Linked DNA regions of Mus musculus: regions 2, 3, 4, 5 and 6 are each linked to region 1. Evidence: chromatin contacts called from public ChIA-PET, HiChIP or PLAC-seq, Micro-C and promoter capture Hi-C data. All regions are on one chromosome and are shown on one strand. Each heading gives the region's core, a stretch centred on a gene start, on an enhancer-like site or on the middle of the called end of the contact. The rest is flanking DNA. Distances are from core to core; before and after follow the strand shown. Region 1 holds the start of Fchsd2 (FCH and double SH3 domains 2). Region 2 holds the start of Numa1 (nuclear mitotic apparatus protein 1). Region 3 holds the start of Anapc15 (anaphase promoting complex C subunit 15). Region 4 holds the start of Inppl1 (inositol polyphosphate phosphatase-like 1). Region 5 has its middle 28 kb from the start of Clpb. Region 6 holds the start of Mrpl48 (mitochondrial ribosomal protein L48).

What was found. Promoter capture Hi-C pulls out the DNA fragments that hold promoters and counts their contacts. Hi-C and Micro-C count contacts between places; a contact is called where the count stands out from the background. ChIA-PET counts read pairs in DNA pulled down with a chosen protein or histone mark. HiChIP or PLAC-seq counts read pairs in DNA pulled down with a chosen protein or histone mark. Capture Hi-C pulls out chosen DNA fragments and counts their contacts.
Region 2: a FOXA1 HiChIP or PLAC-seq map of pancreatic cancer cells shows a contact between it and region 1. The contact joins the promoter of Numa1 here to the promoter of Fchsd2 in region 1. A contact is called at or near these places in 2 of 115 datasets of contacts at active chromatin or transcription factors (memory CD8 T cells and pancreatic cancer cells).
Region 3: a contact with region 1 is called in a promoter capture Hi-C map of adipose tissue. The contact joins the promoter of Anapc15 here to the promoter of Fchsd2 in region 1. A contact is called at or near these places in 1 of 39 promoter capture datasets (hippocampal neurons), 2 of 484 Hi-C or Micro-C datasets (both in embryonic stem cells) and 1 of 9 other capture datasets (adipose tissue).
Region 4: a contact with region 1 is called in a Micro-C map of embryonic stem cells, with 8 times the contacts expected there. The contact joins the promoter of Inppl1 here to the promoter of Fchsd2 in region 1. A contact is called at or near these places in 2 of 39 promoter capture datasets (hippocampal neurons and liver) and 3 of 484 Hi-C or Micro-C datasets (all in embryonic stem cells).
Region 5: a contact with region 1 is called in an RNA polymerase II ChIA-PET map of memory CD8 T cells, with 8 read pairs. The contact joins the enhancer-like site here to the promoter of Fchsd2 in region 1. A contact is called at or near these places in 4 of 39 promoter capture datasets (embryonic stem cells, hippocampal neurons and stem cell-derived epiblast-like cells) and 3 of 115 datasets of contacts at active chromatin or transcription factors (large pre-B cells, memory CD8 T cells and pancreatic cancer cells).
Region 6: a promoter capture Hi-C map of neutrophils shows a contact between it and region 1, with 4 times the contacts expected there. The contact joins the promoter of Mrpl48 here to the promoter of Fchsd2 in region 1. A contact is called at or near these places in 1 of 39 promoter capture datasets (neutrophils) and 1 of 115 datasets of contacts at active chromatin or transcription factors (memory CD8 T cells).

What each region holds. Positions count from the first base shown.
Region 1 is chr7:101,106,650-101,110,725 of GRCm38.p6, reverse strand. Fchsd2 (FCH and double SH3 domains 2) reads right to left here and starts at 1,951. Exons shown (of 20, transcript NM_001146010.1): 1 at 1,687-1,951. The coding sequence starts at 1,707.
Region 2 is chr7:101,967,764-101,971,839 of GRCm38.p6, reverse strand. Numa1 (nuclear mitotic apparatus protein 1) reads right to left here and starts at 1,997. Exons shown (of 25, transcript NM_133947.3): 1 at 1,871-1,997.
Region 3 is chr7:101,894,572-101,898,647 of GRCm38.p6, reverse strand. It overlaps Anapc15 (anaphase promoting complex C subunit 15), which reads right to left and starts at 2,317. Exons shown (of 6, transcript NM_027532.4): 1 at 2,198-2,317; 2 at 831-915; 3 at 577-706; 4 at 35-94. The coding sequence starts at 853.
Region 4 is chr7:101,835,599-101,839,674 of GRCm38.p6, reverse strand. Inppl1 (inositol polyphosphate phosphatase-like 1) reads left to right here and starts at 1,851. Exons shown (of 29, transcript NM_001122739.1): 1 at 1,851-1,954; 2 at 2,724-3,104. The coding sequence starts at 2,923. Gm10602 (a long non-coding RNA gene) reads right to left here and starts at 3,417. Exons shown (of 2, transcript XR_003946663.1): 1 at 2,258-3,417; 2 at 1-873.
Region 5 is chr7:101,633,894-101,637,969 of GRCm38.p6, reverse strand. No RefSeq gene overlaps it. Among named protein-coding and RNA genes, the nearest start is that of Clpb, 28 kb to the left of the region's middle. Within about 2 kb of position 1,644, at least 24 of the 459 cell types and tissues checked have an H3K27ac peak or open chromatin away from gene starts, as enhancers often do. A contact at or near this core is called in memory CD8 T cells, where this site is marked.
Region 6 is chr7:100,580,761-100,584,836 of GRCm38.p6, reverse strand. It overlaps Mrpl48 (mitochondrial ribosomal protein L48), which reads left to right and starts at 1,707. Exons shown (of 8, transcript NM_198831.3): 1 at 1,707-1,847. The coding sequence starts at 1,827.

The sequences.
Region 1 (4,076 bases), core at 702-3,201:
TGTATTTATGAAGGCTTTTACTACAATTTGAAGGAAAAAAATTACTTAAAGAAGACACTATTTGTTAGAATGTATACTTCTAGTTTTCCTATCCCCAAAGACCAAAAAGTTCGTATTTCCCATCCAATTTTATTACTTAACTAAGTTTAATGAAAAAAACTAGCCAGGGAATGTAAGACAGGGGCTGAATAAAAATTCACAAATACAAAAAAAAAATTTGCAGTTTAAAGGGGTGCAAACTGTCATTCTGCTTTCTCTTGCTTCCCAAAGATTCAGACATTAACCACAGGAGCAGGGAGCACAGATGAGTGTACCTAATACCTAGCGACCAAAATGTACACAATCATGAAATAATATTCACGAATAAACTACATAAAATATTCCGTAATGGCTGCAAGAAAGCACACAGTCTCAGAATGATGCCCTCCACTCTGACAGCACATCAAATCATAATCTCTTTCTCACAAAGGAGAATGCAAAAGTGACCTTCCAGCATATGCAGGGCTTTTAAACTAACCCAGCAAGCCAGGCCGGGTGGCAGCCCACTTCAAACAGAGAGAACCGCCAAAGCCAGCTGGCTGGAGCCATCCTCGCCAGGCCGGACCCTGGGATTTCAATTGGTGTGTGATCGTGGTGGAATCCCGACCACCAGAGCAAAGCTACATGGAGAGGTGGGGTACACGTGCAGGGGGAAAGGGGGAGGATCAGTAACTGGGCAAAAAAATCAGATTAAGAAGAGAAAAGAAAGGGAAGCATAGATGATGAGTTACTCATAAGGCAAATGTTTGCCCACAAGGGAAGGATGTAACTGTCTCTACCCACTGCTCAGAGTAGATACCTAGTATCCATCTGAAAGATTTAAAAAGGCAAGGACACAGCCTTGGCAGTGCGGAAAGGTGTAGAAGGGAGCAGCCGAGTTGCTGGCAGCCCCAGAGCACCGTCACTGCCACCCAGGCCATCCAAACCCCAACCGTAGTGCTCAAACCATGCAACGCCAGGTTCTGGATTTCGTACTGGAAGCTCTGCTGTTTTCCTGGCCCCCTAGCCCGAGGCGGGGCAAAAGGGATGGGGGGTGGGGGTTAAGCAGGACCCGTCAATCCTTAATTTGCTTTCCCTTGGGGTGGGAGGGCGGAGACCGTTCCAACTTCTTTTCCGCAGCCCCGTGGGGGGAAAAAAAGGCCAAATCTTGAGGCGAGACTTGAAACAAATCCCCCCGCGAATTTGCCAATGGGTGGAGTGTCGACAAGCGACTGGAGGGCTCGAACCTGGCGCAGACTAAACAATCCGTCACGCACAAGGCTCTGCAAATCTGCAGGGGCTCCCCCGCCTCTCCCCCATACAGCTCTGAGAATGCACTTTGCTCTGGGCAGCACTGCCATGCAGACAGACACACACATGCATGCCCGAAAGAAAAAAAAAAAAAAAAAAAACTCCAGCGAGTGTCTCGGGGGGAGGGAGGTGTCCTCCCTAGTACTGAGGAGCACTGGCCGCCCCTCCGTCAGAAAGACACCCCGTACACGCGACCCCCTGCTTGGGGCGGGCGGCAACTCTGACAAGCCAAGAAGCTAGAGTGGTCACGGTCCCTTGCGGGAAGGGGGAGGGGGCGCAGCGGTCGCCCCAGCCGCGTTCTTTGTACGCACCGCCACCCCCCAAATCTCCAAAGCCCCCCGCCAGCTGCGCCCTTACCTTCCTCGGCGGCGGCTGCATGATGCTGAAGGGACATCAATCCTCCGCCCACCCCTGACGGCGGCGTTTAAAGGACTGTGAGGGTGAGGAGGGTTGGAGAAAATGGGGCGGCCCAGCAAGCCAGGGCGCGCGCTTGTGTGTGTGTGAAAGGAGAGCCTGGGAAGGAGAAGGAAGAGGAATCGGCCCGGAGGCTGCGAGGCAGGCGAGCGGCAGGAGCAGCCGGGTCGCAGCGAGTGTGGAGAGAAGGAGGAGCGCCGGGAAGGCCTGGGGCCCGGGCGGCCCGGGGGGTGTGTGAGGGAAGGAGGCGGAGACGGCCAGGGGGCGGGGGCCGCCGGGGGGGGGGGGCTCGCGGCTCGCCGGGCGGCTGAGGAGGAGCGGCCGCGTCGTCCGCGCTCGCCGCCTGCCGCGGCCCGGCTGCAGCTGGCTGACGCGGCGGCCCCCCACCCACTCGGGCAGCCCGGCCCTCGCGGTGCCCAACGCCCCCGCCCGGCCCGGGAAGGAGGAAGGCGGCGCCACGCTCCCCTGTTAGAGCTCCGCCAACCACTCAGGCCGCGGGAATTTCCGGCCCCTGGCGCGCGCCACAGCGCCCCGCTCCGGCTGCAGAGGGGATGCGCTCCCGGCCACACCGCCTGCTTCAGAGTGGAGGGGGGGAGGTTAGCCAGGCCGCGCCACGGGGCTCCGGATCTCGGTGTGAGAAAGGGGGAAACTTCACGGATTGTTCGGCCGAGGGGAACGGTGGGGACGGGAACGGGACTCGAGAACTACCCCAGTTCTCTCCGACGATGGAACGTTCCGGACGCTTCCCGTCCTCCCTCCCCCCACACCGAGCAGGCAGCTGGGGGCTTCCCGCGCGCCTTCCCGCCAGCCCGCTGGGGCGCGCGACTCCTCCGGGAGCGCGCACGTGGGAGGGAGAGGACTCTGCTCCGACGCACGCGCACAGGCCGCCCCCGCCTCCCGCCTGCATCTGCGGCTGCACAGTTTGTGTGGGAATTTGGCAGGAGTCGAGGGGGGCTAGGCTCATAGTGGGATTGTTTGCAATAAGGAAGGAGGTACCTAAGAGGATTCGGGATTTTGCTTTCTCTCAGTCCCTCAGCGTACCCTCCCTCCTAGTCAGCTAAACGTGCACTGAGAAATTTAGCATGAACAAGTCCTTTTACAACTAGCCGCAGGTGCCAGACCTATGCCATTGGAGGACAGGTGAAATAACCTAAAATTGCCAGGCAAAGGAATGGATGCCCTATTCCAGAGTACTTAGCCAGACCTCGTGGAGTCAACTGAGGAAAAGAATGAAAATCTCTTGAATCGGTCACTCCCATATCACAGATAGGAAGGCTGGTGTCCGCAGAGAATTGGAGCCATTCTCAAGGTCACATGGCATGCCTAGAATCCCAAGGGCTGAGTGTGAGGAGGGGTATCTTGCTTGGTGTTAGGGCGCATGCCTAGCAGCCAGAGAGGCCCTGAGTTCATCACTAGCATGGCAGAGGAAAGGATTAGGTGAGATTAAGAACCATAGGGAGACAGCAAGGGCCATGGAGGAAGCCTCTGAAGGAAGCCCTTGTCTGGAAGGGAGGACTTCTAGGTCAACTCACTTTGCCTGTCCTGAACTACTTGAATAAACTCAACCTCATCTGGCAATGACAATGCTCTTTCTCCTCAGGGTCCTATCAGGCACCTTCTCACTCTGTCCAGACCACCCAAGGAGTATCAGGCTCCCTTTGGGTTGCTTGGAATAGTAGAAAACCTTCTTCCTCGTTCCTAGGCACTATTTTTGAGCCACAGCTCCACAGGCAGCCACAGTGTGAGCTGGATCTCCCCCCTCCCCCACTTCATTCAGTACTTGCAGTCCCAGATAGCTGTTCTCAGAAACTCAGTTCAGGCCAAAAAGGAAGTCCATGAGACTGGACTAGACCAGGATGACTTACTTACCAGATAACCTACTGGCTCTGTGACCAGAAGATGAACTCCTACCCAGGTGTTTTATGTTGAGTTAACCTACATGCTAACAGATGAGATGAGGAGTCAAGAGTTGAGAGCTGTGTATAAATTACAAAGCCTACTCTACTGTTTCTGGTTTCCTTGAAGCCATCCATTTGCCACCAGTGTCCTCATTCAGATCAAGGAAGGCCTGGGGCAAGGGAAGAGTGGATGGGAACCCAGAGTCCTGACCTCCTCTGAAGCACAACCACTAGAGGTCGGGAGGTGGCCCTATTCTCAGCCTCACCACTGTCAGATGGTCAATACTGAACAAACATTCACTGATTCCTTCATTGGTAAAATATTTGCTGCCACCCTGCTTTATGTGAAGCTTACACCAAACACTAGGGTATGGAAGTGAGCAAGGCAGATTCACCCGCAGTCCCAGACTATTGAGTGGAAAAGCTAGGATAACA
Region 2 (4,076 bases), core at 748-3,247, 860 kb before region 1:
TGAGTTCTAGGGCAGGTAAGGCCACATAATCAAGAGGAGAAAAAGGGGAAAGAGGAGGAGGCAAAGAGTTTTTTAATGACCTAAAAGCCTCAGGAGGACTGAGAAGCCCCCAGAAGTAAGTAGGCCCATAACACCTAGGAACAGGGACGCTCCTGACAAGAAAGTCCAAACACCAACCCTTGAGTATTTACAGTTTTGAGACTGCAGAGTACAGATCTGCAGATGCAATCGCCAACCTTCAAAAGTTCCCTTTTCTGCCCTATAAAACCCCAAGCCCTTTGTATCTCTTCAGCCTCCACTCCCCAGAGAGCCTGCTGCCCTTCATTGTTCTAATTAAAGGACAATCTGCTTCTGTTGAGGTCAGTCTATTTTCACATTGCCGGGCTTAATCAGAGCTAACAGTACTGACACCTAGTCCTTTCCCCCATATTCGTAAGGTCATGATCGGAAAAATGTTAGCAGAAAAGTTGCAATCATGAACTAGACTGCGGCCTACAGGCAGATACTGTGTGAAGTGCCTGCGCAAGCGCACATACACAGCCCTCTGGGGCAGTTCATCAGCACCTATCCCCAACCACTACATTCACACACTCAGATCCCTGGCAGCTGACAAAAATAAAAAATAAAAAAAGACACGTTTTCATTGTCCAACACCGCAAAAACATCTAGGACCACACAAGGAAACAGGGAAGCCCTCTACTGGGCCGTCTCTATAGCTCTAGGACAGGCGCACACATTACTCCCTCCAAACAAAAACACGCTGACATCTATGAGGGGAAAGAAAGGCGCCAACTCCCGGATGTTGGCAAGCTCTGCGCAGGGCCAGCGCCTGTTTCTCAGTGTTTACTTGCTCTCCCTTTCCTCTCCCTCCCCTCTAAGGATGGCGCAGCAAAGGGAGGTGAGGGGGATGAACCACCCCACCCTCTCGTCCATTTTTTTGAAAAAACAAAACAAAACAAAACTAACCCGAGAAAGAGTGAGGGAGAAAAAGTCTTAGTGCTGGGGGCCTTACCGGACTCCTAAAGCCAAACGTATCTACAGGTTTTAATCCGCCATTAGCATTTAAATCTTGAAAGGACAGGGGTAGGGGGGGGCAGTGGAAAGTAACCCCACACACAAAAGAAAAGTTGTTGGGTTTCTTCTCAGTCGGCCAGGCAGAAGCAATCTTCCTGGCTGACAGCCAGAAGTGCGTCACAGCCAGGAGTCTGCTTTCTTTAAAGGCACAGCGAGCTTCCGCGCGGTCTGGGAGCAACAGCGAAGCCAAGAGCTCGGGGGGGGGGGACGGGGGGGGGACGACGCCTACCAGGAGGACCCAGGTGAAGCCTGCCCGTGCCCTAAAAACTGAGCAGGACGTGCGGGGGCGGGGAGAGTGGCTAGGGCGCAAGCCCGCAGGCTCCATTGCTGAAGGGAGAGCACGCGCAGCAAGGGCTGGAGGCTGTGGCGTAAACACACAAAAACGCACCCGCGGTGGCCGGCCTCACCAACCTGAGATGGCCAGGACACTCCCCCTTCGCTGCTTTCCAGCAGGGCTTAAGGCAGTAGCAGTGACGGCCTGTCCACCTCCGAGACCAGCCCTATCGGGCAGGCCCAGAGCCGCCGAACCCACGGCCAGCCCCTGGCGGGAAAGGCGCCCGGCGCAGAGGAAGCCTGGGAGCCGAGCGCAGGGGAGCCGCACGGCGCAGGCCTTGTACAGGGGCAGCTTCCTGCGGCGCGGCGAGGGGGGCGTGTCTGCAGGCGCACGGCCGCCCGCCGGCTCCCCGCCACACAAAGCGCAGGCCTCCTCAGAGCGCCCTGCCTGCCCGCCCGCCTGCCCGCCCTAGGACTTGGCCACCCTAGCCTGTTCTCCGCAGGGAATCTCTTCAGCCCCTACCTTCTGCGTAGCAAGGCCAAGATGCCATGCTGTGTGCCTGCTCCTCCCACTCCTCCACCCAAACGAGCGGCCCAGGCAGTTTCTAGCCGCGGAGCGTAGGCCTCGCTCTTCTGTCCCGATAGCTGCGCTATTGTTGACTGGAATGGCCGCCAAAATCCCAGCTGTGCTGCCAGAACCTAATCCGCTGTTCCTGTGGGCATTTGTGGGGAGGGGCCGAGGGGCCAAGGCACAGTTCTGAGTATGGCAGGCGCTGGCTAGAGCCCTCAACAGGCACAGGGACTCATCATCCTCAGAGTCTGCTGCAACTATATGACTAAAAGAAATGTCACACTCAGACAAGATCTCGACAGCGTTGCCACCCACTGGACACCTCCTGGGATAGTTAAAGGAATTCCCTCACTTTACAACTAGAAACATTTAATGAAGTATGTGTAATGTATTGCTATTAAATATTGTTAATACCCATACAAGAATTATACCCAACGTCTGAGCTAGGGTTACAATTCCACAGATCAGAAGTGACTACAAGTTTTATCCCAAGATGGTACATGTTAACTCATATAAAAGATGTAAGGAAACTAACCAGTTTAGATGAGGGAAGGATTAGAAAACTGAAGTAATATTTTAATCTGGATCTTCAAGCACAAAATCAAATTTTTCCTCTCGGGAAAGGGAGAAGAAAGCAGAAAGGTGTGGTAGCAGTGAGAGACCAGGTGTCAAAGGTGAACTGAGGTCAGAATTGGGAAATCTTGAACTTCAAGGATTCAAATAAAGGATCTGGGATGGTTTTAACAGAGAGCTGTGGTATGAGCCAGATTAACCTGACAAAATGGTTCTCTGGCAGCAAGGTGAGCTAGGAGGCTACCCAATAGATAGGAAGGTGTTGAGGACACGGATGGTAGAGAATAGTTAAAAGAGGAATGAGAAGCATTGAGGAGAAAGAAGCTGACAAAAAGCAGGAGACTCAAAGCCACCATGGTGCTGTGTGCTTACAGTCCTGGCAAGTGGGAGGTTGGAGCAGAAGGCCAGCCTGATCCACTCACTACTAGAGTTCCAGCCCAGCCAAGGCAGAGTAACAGCCTATCTCAAACAAGACAAAACTAGGAGGAGCAACTGTACCGGGAAGAAAGTACATGGCATATGTGAATCACATGTGAGGAGGAGATGGGGGTCTGAAGAAGAAACAGGATATAATAGATAGTAGCTAATGCTTACTAAGAACCTACTAACATGCCTCAAACCATCCTACTGACCTATTGGGCATCATTTCATTAGGCTTCAACACCTCTTTATGAAGCAGGTAAATTACCACTCAACTTTAAGATGACTTTTTTAAAAAGACTTATTATTTATGTGAATACACTGTCACTGTCTTCAGACACACCAGAAGAGGGCACTGGATCCCATTACAGATGTGAGCCACCATGTGGTTGCTAGGAATTTAACTCAGGACCTCGGAAAGAGCAGTCAGGTGCTCTTAATCGCTGAGCCATCTCTCCAGCCCTACCACTCAACTGTAGACATGAGGAAGCTAAGCCACAAAGTGACTATCTTACATACATATCACAAATCACTTGCAGCTAACTACATAACCCTGGCAAGGATTCCTCAGATTCCTAGATGAAAGCATAGCCTCCTCTGCTTTAAGAGTACAAGCATGAACTCAGTAACATTCGCAAGGTGCCCAACACACTGACTTTTAGCACAGAAGGTGCTAGTGGATGCTTCACAAAGGTTGGTCTCTGTCACCAGGGTGTCCCAGCAGAAGGTTTACCAGTGCTAAAGAAGCTAGAGATATTCCTCCTGGAACAGGATGGTACCTTCAGTGTGACCGCCTTTTCCCCACCAGTTCCTCTCTCGGCTTTTACTTTATAGGCACACTTCAAATCTCAATCCCTCCAATATTAAACTGGTAACAGTAGTGGATTACTGGGGACAATCACTTGGGGACTTCCTACACTGTATGTATGTTTTTATGGTTGGATTTATTTTTTTATTATTTATTTACTTATTTTGGTTTTTTTGAGACAGGGTTTCTCTGTATAGCCCTGGCTGTCCTGGAACTCACTATGTAGACCAGGCTGGCCTCGAACTCAGAAATCCGCCTGCCTCTGCCTCCCAAGTGCTGGGATTAAAGGTGTGTGCCACCACACCCAGTGATTGGATTTATTTTTAATAACCATGTACAAAAAGACACAATGGCTCA
Region 3 (4,076 bases), core at 1,068-3,567, 790 kb before region 1:
CTTCACATAGGCCCCACCCACAGGAACCACTCACCTCTGAGGCCGGCTTGCCAATTGGTACCAGGTTGTTGTCTTTCTCTGCGATGCTTTGGAGCTGTGGGCAAAGGAGTAGGGGGGAAAGTAGGGCCAAGGCACAAGCAGGGCAGGTCAGGGGCATTGGACTGGCTTCCCCTACCCCTGAAGAGACCCCAAATGTTGAAACAAAGCTTCTCCCCCCAGTTCTCAGGAAGATGCAATCTCTCTCCTGTCATCTGTTCCTTATAAAATTGATAGACATATGGAAAGTCTTTGGGCCTCTGTTTTTTTTTTTCATATAATTCTGGTGAAAGTGAAATTATTAAGTTCTGTGATGTATAGAAAAGATCCTAGGCTGTCAGGGGCTTGACATCTATCTAATCTACCCCCGAAATCCTATGGTCCCTCAGCGAGTTAGGGTGCCACAAAATAAGAACTTTATCCCCCAAAACTCAGCTTGACTATTCCCCACAGAGGAACCTTTTTCTAAGCAGGTCTCCAGCGTAAGGCAAGCTCACGGCCCGGTGGTAGACCTCCATGCTGCACTGGGTCCTCACTCACCCAGGCCTGATGCTGCTGCTCCTGCTGCTGCAGCTCTGTCTCCTCCACACAGGGTCGGTCCAGATTAAACCACAGTGTCTCAGTCACACGAGGGAAGAGTGACGGGAACAAGGTGGACATGGCTCCTAAGCTGAGGGAAAGGGTCACGTGAATATGTTTTGTTTTGTTTTGATGCAGTTGAAATTTGATTTAGGGATAGGGTGGATTGGGTGGGTAGCAGAGAAGCTGCCCTGCCCTCTTGAAATCAGACAGACCTGAGTTTGAGTCCTGGCTCCATCACTTACTAGCTCTTTGATTTTGGCCAATACACTTAACCTCTCTGGGCCTCAGTTTCCTCATCTGTAAGAATGGGGATAATTAAAATTATATCATCCTCAGTTATTACGACAAACAAAGAAAATAATGAGTAAAGCTGTATGTTGCTTAAAGAGAGAAGAGACTGGGAGCCAGAGATGGAATGTGGCATTGTGATTATGCACAAGATTAGCAATAGCAGAGATCTAGTAAAATTCATTTTAAATACACACACACACACGCACCACAAAACTTATTTTTTGCTCTTTTGATTCATGTCACATCCAACCAGTGCAAAATGGTGTGGACATGAACCACCTCTCTCACCAACCAGTCAAACTGCAGTACACACAACCAAGGATAAAAGAAATTCTCAGAGGGATGAGTAAATAACAAACAAATGAAGAATGAACTAACATGGAAGAGAACAAAATCAACTCTGTGGGCTGAAGCTGCTGACCAGGAAGGTCACCAAGAAGCTGAACTAAAACGCCCTGGCTCACAAACCCAGTGACATGTAGAGCTTGACTTTGGCCACACACTCGATGGGGGCTTAAATCCTACGCAAGGCAGGGATCCTGGCCCAGCACTGTAGGAAGGGCACAGGAAAAAATAGAGTTGGTGTCTACCTTGGTGTTTCCCCCTATTTTTAGTAAATGAAACAGGGTTACAATATTTAGCCCTGACTGTCGTGGAATTCTCTATATAGACCAGGCTAGTCCCAAACTCACAGAGCTCCGCATGCCTCAGCCCCCGGATGCTGGGATTAAAGGCGTATACCAGCCCCCACACCCGGCCCTACTCTAGCTTTTGTTCCAACTTAATTTGACCCACGCAGAACTAGACGCTGTCATTCCCTAGACCAAAGCCCCCCCAGGTCCGTGTGATGGGGGAAAAAAAAAAAGGCGCGTCCACCACGATCCCGAAAGCACTGACAGATTTTATATACTAAAATTCTACCCACCACCGCCCATTCTTTGCTCATTATGATAATGACTGCGAGATTGACCAACAGGAAGGAGGCAGGGGCGGGTCTCCGTCAGGATTTTGACCTTATAGGGATGCTAATCGCAAAATGCGCGCGGCCTGGCCGAAGCCAATTAACTGCAAGAAATGCTGGGTGACAGGAAGTGAAACCAATGCATGACGGACCATGTGCGATGGGTGGGGCTTAGACTCTAGGAAACGGCCAGTGAGCAGGATGTCTTTAAGAGTAAAAATGGGGAAAATGAACTGCTAGGGAAGCGAGTCAAAGGAACTGGGTTTCTCTGGAAGCCGGAAGAAAGAACAAGCAAGGAAACGGCAGCAGTCTCGTTTCCGCACTTACCGCGCCAAGAGCCGGCAGCCGGCGGCGACCCGGAAGCGTTTCCCCAGGTCTGAGCGGAAGAACCCACCAGAATCCGGGACTCACTAACGCATGCGTCTTGCGTCTCCTTTTGTTTCCCGCTTCAACACCGAGCCGGAAGTGATGTTGATGTACTTTAGTTACGTACTAGTTGGGGGAGGACCCTCGCTTGCCCCGCCTACCTGTCAGCTCCTCCTTGAATCTCCAGCGGCAGGGTTTCTCCAGGCTAGCCCCTCGCCTGCGTTCGACTAGTCCCGCCCTCCTGCCACTCGGCGGTGTTTGCGTGTTAATCTCCTCGAAATAGTATGGTTTCCAGAAATGTTCGCTTGTGTGGATGCCGTGTGTGCTGCTGCGTTCCAAGAAACATCTGTTTCTTCCCTTCTGTTCTCTCAGACTCGGTTTTCTGTTTGAACCCTTCTCCTCCTCCTCCTCCTCCTCCTCCTCCTCCTCCTCCTCCTCCTCCAACTCCTCCAAGATCTATTTATTATATGTAAGTACACTGTAATTGTTTTTCAGACGCACCAGAAGAGGGCATCAAATCTCGTTACGGATGGTTGTGAGCCACCATGTTGCTGGGATTTGAACTCGGGACTTTTGGAAGAGAAGTCAATGCTTTTAAGCGCTGAACCATCTCACCAGCCCCTCTTTTCTTCTTTTTTAATTTTGGTTTCTCGAGACAGGGAACTCAGAAATCCACCTGCCTCTGCCTCTGCCTCTGCCTCTGCCTCTGCCTCTGCCTCTGCCTCTCTGCCTCCCAAATGCTGGGATGAAAGGCATTCGCCAGCACTGCCCGGCATCCATTCTTTTCTTTCTGAGAGGATACCTTGAACATGCTAGACAAGCCTCTGTCATGGAACTACATCATATTCATAATATTTACTTTTCTTTTTTGAGACAAGGTTTCATTGCGTATTCCTAACTGGCCTGAAATTCACTATCTAGACCAGGTTGGCTTCGAAGTCTTCCTGTTGGTATTAAAGCTGTGTAACACCACGCTGGCCTCTTTTTTATCTATTTAAAATTTTATCTTATGTATATGTGTGTTTGAACATCGTGTGTGTGTGTGTGTGTGTGTGTGTGTGTGTGTGTATGCATGTGTATGTATGTGTAGGCCCAAGAGTGATGCTGGGAATTTTCCTCAATTGCTCTTCTATCTTATTCTTATTCAATACCACAAGTCCCTGCTATCGCTGGTCTGACTATCCAGGTTCTCTGAGAATTCTCTGTCTTTACAGAAATTACAGGCTGGTTGCCATAACCATCCAGCAATCATGTGGGTTCTGAGGACCCAAACACCAATCCTGGCTTCTTTTACAACAAGCACTTTAACCCCTAAGGTATCTCCCCAGGCCTGTACATTCTTTGTCTACGCTGTTTCTTCTGTAACTAGCATGATAATCTGCCTGGTTTTCCTCCTGTTCTTGGCTCTGGTGAAGAGTGATGAGATAGAACTGTTCAAGAGGTTCCGTATGTGCTTCCTATCAAATCTGATTGTATGGCCCAAGAGGTCAGCTTCAGCTTCAAACGTTTTCAAACGTTAGCAAGCTCTGCTTATTAAAATTGTAGCACTCAGGGACCTGAGACAAGAGGATGTGAAGTTCAAGATTAGACTGGGCTATGTAGCAAGCTCAATGCCAGCCTGAAATGTATAAGCCCCTGTCTCTCACAAAAACAGGTGCAAATTTTAAAAATAAAAATAACGGACAGTGAGATAGTTCAGTGGGTAGAGGCACTTGCTAACAAACCAAGGACCCAACTTCAATCCCTGGACCCACATGGTAGAAAGAGAAAGCTGCCTCTCACAAGTTGTCTTGTGACCTGCATGTGCACACTGTAGCAGTTCTCTGCTGCCTTGCACACC
Region 4 (4,076 bases), core at 602-3,101, 730 kb before region 1:
GGCTGGAGAGATGGCTCAGTGGTTAAGGCCACTGACTGCTCTTCCAGAGGTTCTGAGTTCAATTCTCAGCAACCACATGGTGGCTCACAACCATCTGTAATGGGATCTGATGTGTCTGAAGACAGCTACATTGTGCTCATATACATTAAATAAATAAATAAAATAATTAAAAAAAAAAACAAAAACAAAACACATTCCCTATTCCCATCATGTGTCTGCTTAGCTCTGTTCTCAGCTTACAAAGGGGAAGCTGGAAACGGGAGTCCAGCAGAGATTCTGGAGAAAGGGGTAAAAATTCACACTGCCTACTATGATATAGATTGACTGGGTTGGGGTCCCTTGGACGAGGATAGTCCATTAGGAAGTCAATCTGGAAGATACAGAAGAAACAAAAGCTTGCATTTCGCCCAGTGCTGTATCCTACTGATGAAGCCAAAGAAACTATTAGTGGCTTCCCAGAGGCAGAAGCACCCTCTAGCCTTCGGCTAAATTGTATTTGTGTTTATTCTGAGTGTGTGCCTAGGTGTGTGGGCTGCATGGATGACTTGGCACAGGTGTGGAAGTCAGAGGACAACATGCAGGAGCTCTCTCCTTCCACCACATGGGTCCCTGGGGTTCAACTCAAAGTCTTCAAACTTGGCAAAAGCGCCTTTACCTGTTAAGCCATCTCACCCCAATGACACAGTCTTTAGCATCGCCGTCCTCTCAGGAAGCTGTAAATATATTGATTTTGGAGGGTCGTGACAGCTTTTCTCCAACTCGTTCTCCTTTCTTTCTTTGAGGCCACATCTCTTATGTAGTCTTGGATGGGCTGGAAGTCTAGACCAAGGAAGCTGGCTTACAACTAGGTAGAGTTCCATTTGCTTCTGCCTCCTGTGGGTCGGGAATACAGGCATAGGAAAGTAAGACCCCACTGCACACCCCCGGGATCTGGGGTGGGCGTCCTCCATTCCCGGCGGGAGGAGCTGGGTACAGATTGGAGGATGTTACTTTATTTAAGCCCTGGCAGGACCAGGAGAAACAGGTAGGTGGGTGGAGGATCTCTGTTTTTGTATTTATCTGTTCTGGAAGGTCCCTACAGACCCGTCACGTCCCAGGCTTTGTTCTAGATGGGTTAAGCCAATGCAAATTGGCTTATCCTCTAAACAGAGGGAAACTCCTCAGGGTTGACCCCAGGCTCGGTCAACAGGTTCAATTTACCAGAGCGAAAGTTCTCTCCCAGGTTAAAGGGATGCTCCTGACAGACTCTAGGAGTTGGTGGTTGTAGGCAAGCGGCTAGAGGCCTGCGCCTTTAAGGAGCCAGGGGGCAGAGGGGCGGGGCAGGAAGAGAAATCCTTGGAGACGCCACCACCATCCAGGTCTTTTTTTAGGGGGGAAATAGGGCGGGCCAAAGCCCTGTTTGGGTTCCGCCCCGTCTTCTCCCGCCGGGTCCCCTTTTCCGCCCCAGGGGTCGGTGGATGGGAGGTCTTAGCAGCCAGAGTCTTAGGAGCTCCCTGCTCGCACCTGGCCCACGGAAGCGCAAGTTTGTTGATTTGGAGGGAGTAGCCGGAGCGGGGGCGGTGCTAATAATACCCGTTCAGTCCCCAGTCGCGCTTTACAGTTTACACAGCTGTCACCTTCGTTACTCCTTAATTAATAATAAAAATAGCCGCCGTCCCGGAGCGCACGCTGCATGCCAGGCCCTGAGCTTTACAGGCAGAGCCCCAATGAGCCCGCCCTCGTAACGTTACCCCAGTTATCGAAAGCGAGAAGCTCGGGCGCACTGAAGAGCCAAGGCTGTCCCGAGGTCACTCTGCGGGCGTGCGGCGGAGACCGGGACGCGGGCGGACGAGGCGGGGCGCGGGCGGGGCGGAAGGCGCGGGGTGCGCGGTGGCGGCGGATGGCCATCTTAAGTGGCCGCGGGGAGTCCAGGGAGGCTTCCCCGGGCTAGGAGTCAACCCGAGTCGCCCTAGAGGTGGGGCCTGCGTTCGGTAGTTGAGGCTCTGAGACTTGAGGGAACTTTTTTTCTAGGTAGTCGAGGGGGTCCTCCTGGTCTGGGACTGCAAAACCTGGGCCTGCGGGTGTGGGGCGTGGTGCCAGGCAATTTGGTGGAGATGGGGGAAGGGTTTTGCCAGGCTGGAGGGCCTGCGGGGACCGGTGCGTGAAAGGCACCTCGAGCGCGCGCGTATGTGTGGGGTGGGGTATCGGATCTCTTTGGGATCTTGTGGGATGTGTCAGGAATCGTTTTGGGGGGTTCAGGTCTGAAGGGGCCTCTGACCTTATAGGAGTTACGAGAACTTGTTCTCTTGGATGTTGTAGTAGTTGTGGATGTCTATCCTGGAGCCTTGCTTTCCGAACCTTGATCCCGCAAGGCTGTGGGGGTGCCGAGTAGAAGAGATGTGTGTAGTAGAATCAGATTTGCATAGGGATTAGGGGTCATCTCATTGCGAATCGTTGGAAGGATTGAATTCACCAGCGAGAACTTGGACTCACAAGTTGTCCCGGAGCGGGTACCGGGGAACTGGATCTTCTTGAGGTGGGGGGACAAAATAATTGTGGGACTTGGGAGGTGCTGGTCTTGCGGGTCCTGTAGGGCTGTCGGAGCATCGTCCTTGCCGAGAGAGGCTGGGGGCAGGGGCGGCCCGGGCTCTGGGCCGAGTGGAGGGGGAGGGGACCGGCCAGCTCCTAGCTCCGTTCCCGCCCCTCCCCCGCCGCCTCTGAACAAACTTTTCTTTCTCTTCAAGTTGAGGCCGGCGCTGCGGGCGGCGGCGGCTGCGCGGAGATCCAGGCGGTTGGCGCGGCCAAGCGTGGAACCCACATACTGGGTTCTCTCGGGCTGGTGGATCCTTAGTCCCGGGACCCGGGCCCAACCTCGACTTCAAGCTTCCCCGGGCGGATGGCGCGGAGCGGCAGGCATCGGCGGCGCTGAGCCCTGCGTGGGCCATGGCCTCAGTGTGTGGGACACCGAGTCCCGGGGGTGCGCTAGGCAGCCCGGCCCCAGCCTGGTATCACCGTGACCTGAGCCGCGCTGCTGCGGAGGAGCTCCTGGCTCGGGCGGGCCGCGATGGCAGCTTCCTGGTGCGAGATAGCGAGAGCGTGGCGGGGGCCTTCGCACTCTGCGTCCTGTGAGTAGGGCGGGCACACGCCGAGTGTTCCTTGGTTGTGGTGGCAATCGTGGTAGTGGGGTGACTGTAGCTGGTGGGGCTGCAGCCCTGTCTCCAGGGGAGACCTTGACTTTATCGCTGGGTGGAGGAAGGATACAGGGGAGCACTTCCTGCTGTGCCTGGAGCACTTTCTGAGGCCCGAGGCCAGAGTTCTGAAGCTCAGGGTGGGTGTGATGGCAAGAAACAGTGGCAGACGGCGGTAGACCAGCTTAGACTTTCTCCCAGATGTACAGGGAAAGGATGCATGCTCCACATGAGTGCAGTTCGTTTTAAAGCACTGCAGTAGGGGGCAGAGAGACCAGTGTTTGGACGCCTGGGCAATTCTGCGACTATATATGATTGTAGGGTGGAGTTGAATAGTGTGTGTTGGGAGGAAGACTTGGGGGAGGCAACAGGGTGAAGCTGTGTGGGACAGAACCTTCATTTTTTTTTCCTTTCTTTTTCTTCCTTTCTTTTAAGATTTATTTTCTGTACACTGTAGCTGTACAGATGGTTGCAAGCCTTCATGTGGGTGTTGGGAATTGAATTTAGGACTTCTGCTCGCTCTGGTCAACTCTACTCACTCAGGCCGGCAGATTTATTATAAATCAGTACACTGTAGCTGTCTTCAGGCACCAGAAGAGGGCATCAGATCTCTTGACGGGTAGTTGTGAGCCACCATGTGGTTGCTGGGATTTGAACTCAGGACCTTTGAAAGAGCAGTCAGTGCTCTTACCTGCTGAGCCATCTTGCCAGCCCTCAGAACCTTCATTTCATGAGTCAATGAGTGAGTCTCTCTTGGCTCTAGATTGAGCTCTGGTTATCTGGCCGTGGATGAGTGCTGAGCCTAAAGCTAGACTTGGCAGTCTTCTGAGTGGGCCAGGTTCTGTGACTGCCCCTGGCAGCTGTGTGTGGTAATGGTTTGTAGTGTTCTTTCTGACCTCTACTCCCTGC
Region 5 (4,076 bases), core at 395-2,894, 530 kb before region 1:
TCTCTCTCTCTCTCCCTCCCTCCCTCCCTCCCTCCCTCCCTTCCTCCCTTCCTTCTTTCTTTCTTCCTTTCTTCCTTTCTTTCTTTCTTCCTTCCTTTCTTTCTTTCTTTCTTTCTTTCTTTCTTTCTTTCTTTCTTTCTTTCTTTCTTTCTTCCTTCCTTCCTTCCTTCCTTTCTTTCTTTCTTTCTTTCTTTCTTTCTTTCTTTCTTTCTCTCTTTCTTTCCCTCTAGACACAGTTTCTCTGTGTTGTCTTAGCTGTCCTGATACTCACTCTGTAGACCAGGCTGCTGGCCTCAGACTCACAGAGATCCACCTGCTCCTGCCTCCCGAGTGCTGGGATTAAAGGCCTGCCCCACCACCACTCAGCCTTTTTTTTTTTTTCTTAACATGTGCTGTGAGGATTCAAACTCAGGTCTGCAGGCTTGCAGGGTATCTCCTGAGCCATCTCCTGACCCACACATTTCTTATTTACCCATCTGATGATGGCAATGTAGGTATAGAACATGTTTCTTGGCTGTAATGAATTTTTTACATGTCTTCTATTCTTTCTTTATCTGATATAAAGTCTCAGTCTGTAGTCCAGCTGTTGTGGATCTCATGGTCCTCATGCCACAGCTTCCTCAGTGCTCTGATTATAAAGTAAACAACAATGCCCACTTTGCATTATTTTCCATCAGAGCCTAATGTTCATTCAAGTATAAATGTCAGTCCTTTCCCTATCATATCCTTATATTGTTTTTGACTCTTGGATAAACAGTACCCTTACAACAACTAGCAAACAATGGTTGGAACCTATGGCGGACATTGGAAGCCTGTGGAATGCACACACACACACACACACACACACACACACACACACACACAGGAACACACACAAGCACGCTAGTATGAGTGCATGTGTGTGTTCCTATATATACATATGTATATGTATGTATATGAGAGTTTAGCTTCTGAGTAGAATGACATTTCTTCTGCTTTCTTCCTCTCATTTCATTTAGAGCTGGACAATAAGTACGTCTTTGGTGCTGCAGGTTTAGACAGCGAAGCTGCTTCTCCATTCTGAGCCTAGAGATTGTATGCATACTGTTGATTCTTTGGTGTAGCTGGGAAATACACGTTGTTTATTTTGTGATTCTTTACTTTTCCATTTGTGTTTCTTTTCTCTCTTTGAGTAGGAAGCTTACCCCTCTTTCCAGCAATGAACACCCCCCCCCCACTTCACTGCTGTGTAGAACCAGACCACAAACATAGACAAGGACAAGCAAGTTTTAGGCCTCCTGTGCCCAGGTTAGATCTAGGATTTTCTGGGGTACTGTTATCCAGAAGGGGGGAAATGGTGGACAGAGAACAGAGCTGGCTTTCTGGAATCCAAAGGATTTTGAAGCCATTTGGATAGAATCAAAGGCCTTGGTGGCAGAGAGTGGCCACATGTACACTGTCTTAGTTAGAGTCTCTATTGCTGTGAGTAGACCCAATGACGAAGGCAACTCTTGTAAAGGAACACATGGGGTTGGCTTACAGTTTCAGAAATTTAGTCTATTATTCTCATGGTGGGAAACATGGTGGCAGTTGGGCAGACATGGTGCTGGAGAAGGAGCTGAGATCTACATCTTGATCTGCAGGCAGATGAAGGGAACTGTGTGCCACACTAGGTCTCATTTGAACACATGAAACCTCAAAGTCTACCCTCAGTGACCCACTTCCTCCAACAAGGCCTAATAGTGCCACTCCCTGTGAAAAAGCATTCAAACACTAGAGTCTATGGGGGCCATTCTACTTAAACCGCCACATTCACCAAACCTCTTTCTTTGCCTTCCTGGCATATTCTGGGGCTCCCTCTCTATTCTTCCCGGCAGGAGTGTGTGGCCATAGGACTGGGTTCTGCCAGCAGAGTTTGAGAAGTAATGTTTGGCATCTCAAGATGTTCTCACATAAGGGAAATTGGTGAAACAGAAACAGTCACCCAGCCTGTTCACTACTGCCCAGGGCGCACACCTGTCGTCTCCTTCCTCTCCTTTTATGTATAATTTTAGGTGTCTCCACAGACACAAACCACACATTACTTCATGCTCACTTTGGAGTGACAATACAGTTACTTGTGTCCTCTGTGTCCAGCTCCCAGTTCAAGATTCCTAGCTACAACCTGCAGCCAGAGTTCATAGTATTTCTCATGATATGACTATTGACAGACTATCCAGCAGCTGCAAAGCAAAGTGTCTCCCTCTGACTCTCTCACAGTGCTTTTTCCCTACTACTGGGCACCCTCTCTGGGTGATAGAAATGTAAGGAGTTGGCAAAGTGAGATAAGGACAAGAGATAATTGTCTTGGTCTCTTTGGGTTGTGACCTCTGCAACACTGATGGAAGGGATTCGTGGGACAGTGGCATTTGCCATGCAGGCTGAGAGATAAAAGCTACCCTCAGGTTGTACTCCTTGTTGGGTTCAGTGAGAACTTTTGTGTTTTTCTAGTAAATCACTATCCCTTTCTGCTCATGCCCAAAATCTTCGTGTTTTGTTTATTTGATTTTTGAGACAAGACCTCATGTAACCTTGAATCTCTTATGTCACAGAGGATGACCTTGAACTACTGATCCTTTTACTGGAAAATGGGGGAAGGGTATCACTCTAGCATAGGCTGACCTGGAGTTTACCCTGTGGTCCAGGCTGCCTTGGAACTCATGGCACCTTCCTACCTCAGCATGAGTAGCAGGATTAATAGGTATATGTTACCTGTGATGGTTTGTATGTGCTCGGCCCAGAGAATGGCATTGTTAGACAGTGTGGCCCAGTTGGAGGAGTTGTGTCACTGTGGGTGTGGGCTTTATGACCCTCATCCTAGCTTCCTGGAAGGCAGTATTCTGCTAGCAAGCAGCCTTCAGATGAAGATGTTGAACTCTCAGCTCTTCCTGAACCATGCCTATCTGGATGCTGCCATGTTCTCACCTTGATAATGGACTGAAACTCTGAACCTGTAAGCCAGCCCCAATTAAATGTTGTCCTTTATTAAGAGTTGCCTTGGTCATGGTGTCTCTTCACAGCAGTAAAACCCTAACCAAGACAGCCCCTCATCATACCCTGGAATGGGACCCTGGAATAGGACTCCTGGCCAGAGACGGGCCTCCAACACCCTCATAAGCTGTCCTTCACCCTCACAAGCTGTCTTTCTCCCTCAAAGCTGGGCTGCCAGTCACTCAGCCCCTTTCACTTCCCTTGCTAACCACACCTGCCCCGACTAAAGCCACAGGAGCGCCTACATTTCAATTTTCGTTTTCTCTGCACCTTTGTGTGTTTCTTTTTCTCAACAAAGGTGGGGCCTGACACCCTGAGCTCTCTCATCAAGGCCTCTTTGCAGTTACCCCTGCCTGACCTCAACCACATACTCTGTCCTCTGCCTTCTTAGCTACCACACCTACTTTATCTACCTTCTTTACTCTAACTGGCCACCAGGTTCTGGGTAGCATTTGGGATGCTGAGGCAGGGGAATTGTCATGAATTTAAAGCCAGTCTATGCTATGTAGTGAGTTCCAGGACAGGAGGGGTTATAGAGTGAGATCCTGCCTCAAACAAATGAAAGGACTTCAAAACAAAACAACAACCGACAAACATGAGTTTTATGGCGATTAACTTAAGAACTATGTCTTCAGTTGATTGACGTTTCACTGGGTGAAGAGATTTCCCCTCTAGAAAGAAAATCTAATCCCTGAATTAGAGTTTTAGGTTAAAAACTCCCACCTCTCTGTGTTCTTAACACCCTCATCCCTGTGTCAAAGGGCCATGCTTCTGGAATATTAGTTTGGTGGCAGATGGGGAATATATTGGTGGTGTGAATGCAGTAATGAGAAGGGAATCTTTTTTTTTTTTTTTCCTGGACTGTGGTGAAGAGAAGAGATGAGGGAGGCACTCCGGGAGATATGCAGCTACAAGCTGATGGCTTTTTGAAGCTCGCTCAGTAGGTGTGAGACTCCAGGGAGCGGCCGAATCGATGAGCACTGACTCCATCTGCAACACTATCATGTGCCCATCTATGGCTCGGATTGAGAGAAGTATCACTTCTGTCCTTTAAGTTGGCAAAAATT
Region 6 (4,076 bases), core at 458-2,957, 530 kb after region 1:
AAGAGTTCTTAACTGCTGAGCCATCTCTCCAGCCCTTTATTTTTCGTTTTTGTTTGTTTCATTTATTTTTTTCAAGACAAGGTTTCTTTGTGTAGCTCTGGCTGTCCTGCAACTCATTTTGTAGACCAGGCTGGCCTCAAACTCAGAGATCCACCTGCCTCTGCTTCCCAGTACCAGGATGTACCCCACTACCACTCATGCTCCAGCCCTTATTTACTAGTTTTGACACTTTTTCTGTGTTAAAAACAGCAACAGTAGCAAAATAAAGTAACCGTTGCACATTCGTTATTTCACCCAATGCTGACTTTATTGTATGCCTCAGGTACTCCCTCTGTACACAGAGTTTATATGCCTATCTTGGTGACATGAATTTCTTATTGCTCTGTAATGATTTAAATGTGCCATTTAAGGGCAGGAACCACAAGCTATTCATTTTTGTGTTCCCAGGATTCCATCAAAGGACTGGCAAAAGGTATTGCTAATTAAATAGTTGGTAGCTGAGTGTAGTGGCCTAAGCTTGTTATCAAAGCACCTTGGAGGCAAATACAAATTCAGAGCCAGCCTGGTCTACCCTGAGAGACCTTTGTCTGTAAAATCGAGCAGTTTCTCTCCGGGAGGCTTGTGAGGAATAAAGCGAGCTACTGAATATGCCAGCAAGATTTTGATGAAGGGACCCTGGTCTCATATGAGGCTATGTCAGTGCCTGGCAAATACAGAAGTGGATACTCACAGTCATCTATACGATGGAACACAGGGCCCCCAATGAAGAAGCTAGAGAAAGCACCCAAGGAGCTGAAGGTCTGCAACCTTATAGGTGGAACAACAATATGAACTGACCAGTACCCTCAGAGCTCGTGTCTCTAGCTGCATATGTAGCAGAAGATGACCTAGTTGACCATCACTGGGAAGAGAGGTCCTTTGGTATTGCAAACTTTATATGCCCTAGTACAGGGGAATGCCAGGGCCAAGAAGTGGGAGTGGGTGGGTAGGGGAGCAGGTCGGGGAGAGGGTATAGGGAACTTTCAGGATAGATTTGAAATTTGAAATGTATATAAAGAAAATATCTAATAAAAAAAAAAAAAGAAGAAGAAGAAGAAGCCAGGCTTGGTGGTGCATGCCTTTAATCCCAGCACTTGGGAGGCAGAGGCAGGCTGATTTCTGAGTTCGAGGCCAGCCTGGTCTACAAAGTGAGTTCCAGGACAGCCAGGGCTACAGAGAAACCCTGTCTCAAAAAACCAAACCAAAACAAACAAACAAGCAAACAAAAACAAAAAAAGAAAAAAAAAACTGTGAGCTACTGAACGAAAAGTATTGCACATCATGGCCTCTCAATAAAAGATAATTATTCTTAATTACTATGAGGATATGGAACGCTAGGAAAGTTCACCTGGGGTTAATCAGCTCCAAAGTCGAGGTAACAAGTCAAGATTTGCATACGAGACGCTGGAATAAATTAACCAGACAGGATCTGTGTCCTAAAGGAATTCAATCAAAATAGAGAAGAGAGACATTAAATAATATGTAGTCTCATAGGTGAGATACCAAAATTATGTGAAAAGCACTCGGTAACAAAGACGGCAATCCATACTGCCCAGAGAAATCACAGGGAAGGTGACAGGAGCTGGGGTGAGGGTGGAATCTGGGGAGAGTTTTATCCCTTGGGTTTTAAAAACTTCCGGAACCAAGATGCTGCGTGAGCAGAAAGCGTCTCGGTAGGATTTGGTGGACGGACGTGATGAAGACCTTTCCGGCCCTGTTTCCAGACGCCTGGGGTCGTGATTGCTAGGGTGGATCTTCGGTTTGCTCAGAAGCCGCTGTGGTCGAGAATGAGCGGAACCCTGGGAAAGGTAACGCAGATTCCACGCACGTAGGGAGCTGAGGAAAGCGGAAGGGAAAGCAGAGCTGGAAGGTGTTTGCGTGCGGACGTTTAGGCCTAGGACTCTGCGAACAGGCCTTTCCCAGCAGTCCCTGCGGCGCCTCACTGTCAATTCTTTCCCCGGCCCAGGGCGAGCTTGCCAGTCTCGTGCCACGCCCCCTCCACTTGTCACCCTCGCTGCCTCGTGCCTAGGAAAGGGAGAGTCCCCACACACGGAATATCGTCCCCTTAAATTGTCTGACCTTGGGCAGGTCATCTACTTTTTACATTTAATCATCTTTTAAGAGAATCCTCGCTGAAGTGGTTGGGATGTGAATGAAGTTACTCGGTGATAAGAGGAATACAATAATGATAAATTACACTTTTGCTTACAAAATCTTATTTGAGAGCATTTCATAAAACCGAGCGAACCAACCATTTCGTTTTGTTACTCTTGGCTTCCAAAATATTAAGAGACTATTGCAGAACCAGGTGAGCCTTCTTTCCTTTTATGAGACGAGGTCTCATCATGTAGCCCAGACTGCTCATGACACAAGTCTCCTGCATCAGTTCCCCCCAGTGCTTGGATAACAAGTACGCATCACTACCCCAAGCCACACTACCATTCTTAAATCTGGTCCTTGTTTTTCTCTTCCCTTAACAAAGTTACCAGATCTCAGTTGGTCTTTTCCACTTGTGTCATATTGCTTAGGTTGTTGTTGTTCCTGTTCTCTTCGTATTGGGGTTTTATTCCAGGCATTAATTATAGAGACTTTATCACCATAATGTATGTATAAATCAATATGGTCATTGCCATTTTTGGATGTGGGACTACCCTTGAATGTCTCTAAATTTGAGTTTCTCATCCCATCCTTCATGAAGGGACCCACTAGTTCTCTTTAGCCAATTTGTGATAACAGGTCTGCTGCAAAGATAATAGAAATAAACTTCAACATTCCATTCTATTCTCTGGTTCTATTTATCTTCTTTCCAAGGAAGGAAGAGAAGATCAGTATGCAAGGAATATAATTTGCAATAGTGCAGAAGAATCCATGGAAACCTGGCACTAAGGCCATCATCTAACAAAGCCAGGAATTGGGGTAGTGTCTTTAATCATAGAACTTGGGAGGCAGAGGTAGGAGGATCAGGAGTTCAAGGACAGCTGTGATTATAGATTTAGTTTGAAGCCAACCAACCTAAGCTACTTGAAACCTGACCTCAAAAAGTAAAAGAAAAAGAAAAACAAGCCCAAAAGTATAATAGAGGATACTGCAAATAGGAATGGGTGTTTTGTAAGGGATGAAGGATGGTGCTAATAAGAATGTTGGTATTTTGTAGTCATTTGTTTAGTTTTATTTGCTCTTCACATATTATTATTAAGCAGTCCTAGCTGACAGAAAAGGTGTGGAAATTCAAATGTCAGTAGTTATAAAATCTGTGTTCCTAATAACCTTCATGAAGATAGATTTTGAGAGTCGATACAGTCATAGTAGAAGAATGCTGCCAAAGGAAACACTAGAAACAAGATCAACTTTTATGAGAACTTAGAAAAAAGACTTGAAAGCATTGATTTTTGTATTCAAATACTTGAGGCATTAGCTCTAGTACCGACTGAGGACAGTGAGGATAACGTGAAGCTTCTGGGATTCCACTTTGGTGCCTCTTCATCTCTTCCTTCTCTTTTGAATTTGACTACTTTGTTTCCTTTCATTGAGATAGTATTTCACTTTTTTTGAAGGCTGACCTTGAACTTGTAGGTTCTAGTGATTCTCCTACTGCTGTCCCTTAAGTAGCTCAGTCTACAGGTATTTGTCATTTCATCCAGTTCAATTTGAACTTTCTGATGCATGAATCTAAGCAAGGGCTGATTTTCTCAGGGATCTTTCGTGAAAGGTGGTGCAGTGGTTAGGAACACTTGCAACTCTTCTAGCTACAGGTTAGCAGCTGTATGTAACTTCAGCTCCAGGACACTCCAAGCTCTCTTCTGGCCTTCATGGGAAGTGCACTCATTTGGCACACACATCAATAAAAATAATAAATAAATAAATGTAAAACAGAAAAAAAAAGAAAAGAAAAGAAAAGAAAAGAAAAGAAAAGAAATACCCCTTGTAAGAACTGGAATCCATGTCTCAGGGTATCATTTTAGCCCGGGAAAGAGCCTAAGAGCCACCCTGTAATACTAGAACTTGCTTTGCATCAAGAGGGTTTGCTAGAGGAAAGA